2 separate regions of the Rattus norvegicus genome follow, and region 2 is linked to region 1. The links are chromatin contacts, called in public Hi-C maps. All regions are on one chromosome and are shown on one strand. Each heading gives the region's core, a stretch centred on a gene start, on an enhancer-like site or on the middle of the called end of the contact. The rest is flanking DNA. Distances are from core to core; before and after follow the strand shown.

Region 1 (3,233 bases), core at 545-3,044:
ACAGAAGTCACTTGTATATCCATACCTGTGTGTTCCAGTTTAAAAGCTAAGCAATTTCCAAAAAATTTAACATTTTTCCCCAAAATAAGTCTATGTGGAGATTTACAATTCTGCAATGAGGGAAAAAAGTAAACTTGTTTTGTTTAGTTATTGAAATGTATGAAAATACAGATATATAGGTATAGATAAAAATAAAATTGAAAACTTCAAATTTGTTTCAAATTCCAAATTTGTTGAAAGCTTGACCTGGAAGCTAGTCCGTGCTTCTGTCCCTTGCTTGTGCTCTCAGGCTGGGGAAGTGGCTGCATTTCCCCAGGGTAATTCCAAAGGGTAGGATGCTGCAGCTGGCCAGTTGTTACACAGGGCTTGGAATAGTGATCAGGCTAACATCTGATCAGAGCTGGCCGAGGGTCTTATAAACCGTTGACTCTTCTTTCTCCTAAACAAGACCGTGTGATCCTTAAAGTATGTATGCTTATTGTCGGGGGTACTTGGTGTGACATTTTGAGAAGTTTTATTGCTAACAAATTGAGACATGATTTTAAAGTGAAATTCTTTGTTATGATAAGAATAGAAATGTTTATATTTGTATTTTTTAAACATCTTAGTCATCTGAAAAAATTGTTCAAGAAAGTACAAACTTGTCTTTACTCGGTTTACTGTAAAAGCTTTCGCACATGAGTTTTAAATATAAAATTTAAGTAGAGACTTTAAAATATTTTGTGTCCCAGTAAAATCATTTTTGAAAGTATGAAATTTGAGTCTCCTAGTTAAGGTATAGTATATGTCTTTATTTTCCTAGCTGTTCTACTCCACCCTAGAATGCTATGTCAGGAGCCAAGTATTCTATCCTATTTGAACATTTAAGTAAACTCGTTTTTATCAGGCAAGTCTTCACTTTGTAACATTTAACAATTGTCAACTTGCTGTAGTTACTTAAGTTCTAGAAACCAAGGGTTTGTTTTTGTTTTTGTTTTTATTTATATATTTATTTTTTTTTTTTGGTTTTTTACATTTCCACTTTTTCAAAGAAAATATATTAGAATGCTTTGTAACTTATCCCTTGAACAGTCTTTCTGCAGTGTGTGTGAGAGAGACCATAATGAGGGAAAGGAATCTATTTTTTTGAGGACAGAGAATGATTAGGCAAGGCCCTGGATTTTCTTGGAATGCGGCATCGGTGCTGTTGGCAGAGGCCAGCATACTCGGCATTTCATTCCCATTCACTCAGCTGAATGAGGATGGTGGAGCCGGGCCGTGGATCTTGTTACCAAACCCTCTCTCCAGAGCTTCCCGGGAGAGAGTGCTTGCTCTGTCCTTTGCTTGCATTTTGCTAAAGAAGTAGGCTAGTGCAGAGCAGAGCTCTTCTGTTATCAGAGCAGGGGTTCTGTTGAGTGTGAGTGATTGTCATCTATCAGGCAGCAGAGACAGTGCATGCCTGTCCTCCCTCTCCACTGCTCACAGTTGCTTTTGCTGGTCCCTTGCTGATGTGAAGCAGAAACTGAACAAGGTAACAGTTTTGATGGTGAGATTAGAGGTAGCCAGGCAGACTGTCTCCTGGCTTTTAGAGACCCTCATAAGCTCAGGCCACCCCCTCCCCTTGTTTAGATATTATTTGCTCTTTTGAGTTTCGGATTACAGGAGCAATTGATCTGCATGACCTATCTTGAGAACTTTAACTCTGCAGTGGAAACTTAAACCAAATGTGTATCCTCAAGAGACAAATCATCTTAGGACTAGGCTGCTGTCACTTTGATGTACTGTGCTGCTTGCAGGGGACCCATGCGGTAGAGAGCGCCACCTAGTGAATACAACTTGTAATTGCTACTATGGGTGATGAAAGGCTAGGTCTAATGCTTGCTTGTTCTTGGCTCAGAAAGAAATGAGTTTTTATGTTGTTCCTAAAAAATAAATTCAACCTGTGGGGAGGATTCTAAGAGAATGAGATGGAGAGCATTTGAATCTATCTGTGGTTACCCACTTGAATTTTACTTTGTTTGCTGTTGCTGACTTCACACACAGTTCCTCCCTTACTGTTGTGATCCATGTTTGTAGTGTGCGTGAGTACATGCGTGTGTGTGTGCATGTGCGTGTGCGTGTGCGTGTGTGTGTGTGTGTGTGTGTGTGCACGTGCGTGCATTTTGTGTAGCAGTGTTTAGTAGTCTTCAAGGACTTCATGGACTAGGTAAACCCATTTTGTTGCTGCAGATTCCATTTGCCCTGAGGATGAGTATGAACTATTGATCACAGTTGGCTCTGAGGTCATATGCCTCTGCTGTATGCTAATATGTTTACAGTAACTATGAAAAAGTGCTATTTTAAAAATCCGTGTATACATTGTAACTTCCAGTAAACTATTTAATCCTTATTTTTTAATGACAAGTTCTTGATAAAATAGCGCTCTCTCTCTCTCTCTCTCTCTCTTTAAGATTTATTTATTTCATGTCTATGAGTAACTGTCGCTGTATTCAGACACACCAGAAGAGGGCATCAGATCCCATTACAGGTGAATGTGAGCCACCATGTGGTTGCTGGCAATTGAACTCAGGACCTTTGGAAGAGCATTCAGTGCTCTAAACCACTGAGCCATCCCTCCAGCCCAATAGCTCTCTCTTTGATTTGCTGAATGATTATGGACATTTGTTGAGCTGGGAACTGTGCTGGGCCTTCAGAATCAAAGCGAACAAGACACTGTTCTAAGCTTTTTAATCCTTAACCACAGAAGGGAGTGGACACCATGTAGGACGCTCTGTAAAGGATAGCAAATGCTTATCTGCTAAATATTTTCTGCTATGGATGGAAAAAAAATCTTTAGCAACTGTTTTTGAAGAAGCCAGTAAATATAACCAAAGCATGATTTTCATGATCTTGGTGCAGAGCAGTAGTAGAAGGTGGCATAACAGCTTCTCTCTGCCTTGTCTTTTGGGTGTAAGTTTATTCCACAGAGTCCAAGTTTGGAAGTACATGGCAAAGAATTCAAAACAACAAGACATGCATTCTAGAGTTTGGATCCTGGCTTTCTATTCGTTAGTTGTGTGACCTTGACAGGTTTCTTCATTTGGGCCGAGTAGTAAATTTGGTCATCAGTGCAGGGTCTCTTTCACAAGAGCAGGGCAACTAATGATTATGCATGGAGGTCAGTATGAGCGATGGGCCCCAGGAAGGTATGTGGGGAGTCAGGAGGGGATGTGGTAGAAAGAAAGAGACCTTGAGAGCAGAGGAACGATTCTGAA
Region 2 (3,341 bases), core at 279-2,778, 260 kb before region 1:
ATCGGAGGAAACGAGGAAAACTTGGGAATTTCCCGTGCTCCTGAAATATCTTCGAGCGGGTTCGCTGGGGAAAGGAAGCCTAAGGGCCGCAAGAACTTAGGACTATTCTGGAACAACATGTCGCTGACTGCTGGGTCCGCTTCGAAAGCCTTGTCCAAAACATTCGGGAACTAGCAAAGCGGTGATTAGAGAGCTCCTTTGGCCGTCTCGTTGCCCCGCCCCCTTCCCCACTAGTCCGTGATTGTCCCCTCTTGCTAAATCATCCACCAACCCAAAACACCAAGTTTCTGCTTAGAATTAGATGCGCGGTGGGGCAGAAGTTTTGCAGCGCTCCCGAACCCCTTGAGAGATTCTTTAAATGGGGAGCGCGAGCTTATAGCCTTTTACCAGTAGAAAGTGAAACTCCGCAGAGCGAGGATGTACTGGCCGCAGCGACCATCCAAATCGCGGTGCAAAATAACTGAGTTTAGAGTCAGGTGGAGGAGCAAGGCACCCGCGGTGTCCTGAGTACCGGAAGAATAAGAGGGTACACGGACACCAGCGCGCTACAAATGAACTGACAGTCTCCGAGACACTACTCCGAGGCAAGGAGCGCGGGAAAACGGACTAAGAGCTTTGCCTGATTTAGGCCTCAAACTCTCTTCCTGGGTGGGAGTGGGAAGAGACTCAAAGGCGGCCTTCCCGCCAACGCAACCTCTGCACGGCCTCCAGGTACCCAGTTGCAGGTACGCCGACGCCCGAGACAAGCCGGCGCCGGCGCGCGGCCTGGCGCCCTCGGGCCCCACACCCCCTCCTGGCCCCTTCGCTCTCCATCCAGGGCTGGCTACTCACTGGCTGGGGGCGGGGAGAAGCGGGGACTCTGCATCCACGGGGTCCGATCTAGCTTCTCCGGGCTCTCGGCCTTCACCAGAGCATCTTCTGGCAGCTTGAGGAGTCCCCCAACAGAGAAATGGCCGAGAGGCCGCGGCGAGGAGGGCGCGTCCGGGGCGCCCAGAGACCCGGGCCGGGTGCCCAAGTGCTGCACCGAGCCACCCGCCGCCTGAGCCCCTTCGGAAGCCACCAGGACGCTCTCCTTTGCCCCGGGCTTCCTGTGATCGGCCATGAGGGCCTCCACGCTGAAGGGCAGGAGTGAAGCGGGCACTTTGGGCTTGGCCCCCTCCTCATCTGTGCCCATGGCGGTTGCAGTGGCCGCAGCAGCCCCGGGGGCCTGGCCAGCGCCTCCCCCAGCAGGCTTGGCGAAGGCGGAGTCCTCCACTTTGACACCGAGTGGCAAAGAAGTCATAGCAGCAGCCGGGGCCATGCAGAGCCGGACCCCCACTCCAGCCGCAGCTCGGGCCAGCCCTGGATCATGGGTTTCGGGCGGGCTGGGAGCGCGGCCGGCTTCTGTGAGCTCCCAGGGATCTGGTCCGGCCCGCTGTCGCGCGCGAGTCTCCTGCAGCTTCCCTGGAAGGCCAACTCCAGCGAGCTGGGCCTGGATCCCTGCGCCGCGCAGGCCGAGTTCCCGGGCGCACTCGCCGGCTCCGGGTCCGCCGCCGCTCCCCTGAGAACTTGTTAATAAGGCAAGGCCAGCGCGGCAGCGGCCAATCAGCGAGCGAGGGGGCGGGCCCGGAGAGAACCATTGGGCTGCGCTCCTGCCCCGAGGCGCGCCCGGCCTGGGGGCGCTCAGGGAAGGGCCCGGCCGGCACTGGCGGGACAGAGCCGGAGGTACCTGGGGAGCCTTTCCGCCTAGCTTAGCCGGGTGGGCATCGGTTCGGCTGGGCCTCCACACTCCGGAATGTGGATTCTACCAAGTTCCAGAGGAACTTTATTAGTACTTCTCTTCTGCCCTAGTCGTCCTCCACCGTCCTTTACCCACTTCTTCCGTTCCCCTCCATAGCCTACTTTCTCTCTACAGTCTCTCTTATGGTCCGTGCGATCTCTTTCTGTCCCCCTTCCCCCTTCGGGCCCCCTTTCTCGACCACAAAGATTTTACTTCGGTTTACTTAAAAAAATTTTTTTGGTGTATGCCTTGAAAGATAATAGTTATTTGTCAGAGTAGCAAGGGATAATACTAATTTCTTTAAAACAAAACAAAACAAAACAAAACACCCTAAGTGTCTTATGTCTTCCTATCTTCAAAAATTTACCTCGGGGTAAAAATGGGCCTTTGTCTCCAAGGGATGGACAAAGTTAGTCAAAGGAAGCCTGGGTCGTTTGTTCTGTGGGTACAGGAACATGTAACATGATCTGGAAAATGAGTTTGATTTTCATACAAAACACCTACCCCATCCCTGTACTTTTCTCCAGAAAGTTACACCTCTACGAGAGAACTGCTACTAGCCAAAGCAGCCATTGGATCCCTTGGATGAAGATTGATTGAAATAAAAGCAACAGAACCCACCAACAAAATGTCGTTCTGGCCTCACCATGACCTCAGACAATGAATCCTCAAAAACAATCACACTTTACTAACTGTGGGTCTCTGCTGGTGCAGAGTGGAGGACCATTTGAGGATGGGGCAGTACAAAAAAAAAAAAAAAAAAAAAAAAAAAAAGGATCCTGGCGGTATATTTGATGCAAGGCTTAAGAAGTTTTGTTTGCCCGATTTCGAAGGAAACGTGTTTTTATTTCGGCTGATATAAAAAGAAGGAAAGTGGGGGGGGGGGTCACAGAAGATCTTGTAAACTGAGTTCGGACAGGCTGTTTGGGAGGGGGGGTCTTTTTATGGCCTCTTATCCCAGGGCCCAGGCTCGCGGCTCCGGGGGAGTTTGGAGGAGGTGATTGGCGGCTCACCGGGACTGAGCATTGATGACCGCCGGGCTCTAATCTCCAGGAAACACAAGGGGCTGCCGTGGCCATTTAGGGGTAATTATCCGAGCACGGAGGGATAGCGAATTCCCTGGCCTTTTAACTGGGCGCAATAAAAAGCTGTAGATTAGGGGCGACCAGATTAAGGAAAATGAATTACTTTATTACCCAGACGGCGTCCGGGGTCTGGAAGGAGGGGTCGGGCTGCGGAGGCCAGAGAGATCGGAGCCTCACCTCTGCCCACAGGGCCTGGAAAAATAGTAAGGCCTGGGGCGGGTTCGGGAATACTCGCTTCGGTGAAATGTCCGGATTTCTTACATTTCTGAGGCTGCTGAGCAGGCATTGCGTAGGGCTTGGGACTCAAGCTCATTTAGGCCCAGCTGGACGCCCGCTATACTGGGTCCCCTGAGGTTTGTTCCATGTGTATGGGAAGGAGAAGCCATGCCATCCCGTTTTAAAGTCCTGCAAACGAAAGCTAAGTGAGAGTGTAGGCCGAACTTCCAGCTCGAAGCCTGAAGGGTACGGGTACGGAGAACTTCTGTAGTTTTAGAACT

The links. A called contact is a pair of places that touch in the nucleus more often than the background predicts.
Region 2: a Hi-C map of Schwann cells shows a contact between it and region 1, with 5 times the contacts expected there. The contact joins the promoter of Msx1 here to the enhancer-like site in region 1. A contact is called at or near these places in 10 of 12 Hi-C or Micro-C datasets (the A7r5 cell line, Schwann cells, frontal cortex and 6 more).

The regions. Positions count from the first base shown.
Region 1 is chr14:76,927,997-76,931,229 of GRCr8, reverse strand. The region is part of intron 1 of Stx18 (syntaxin 18); the gene reads left to right. Among named protein-coding and RNA genes, the nearest start is that of Stx18, 44 kb to the left of the region's middle. Within about 2 kb of position 1,794, at least 14 of the 93 cell types and tissues checked have an H3K27ac peak or open chromatin away from gene starts, as enhancers often do. A contact at or near this core is called in the A7r5 cell line and Schwann cells, where this site is marked.
Region 2 is chr14:77,183,989-77,187,329 of GRCr8, reverse strand. It overlaps Msx1 (msh homeobox 1), which reads right to left and starts at 1,528. Exons shown (of 2, transcript NM_031059.2): 1 at 832-1,528. The coding sequence starts at 1,300.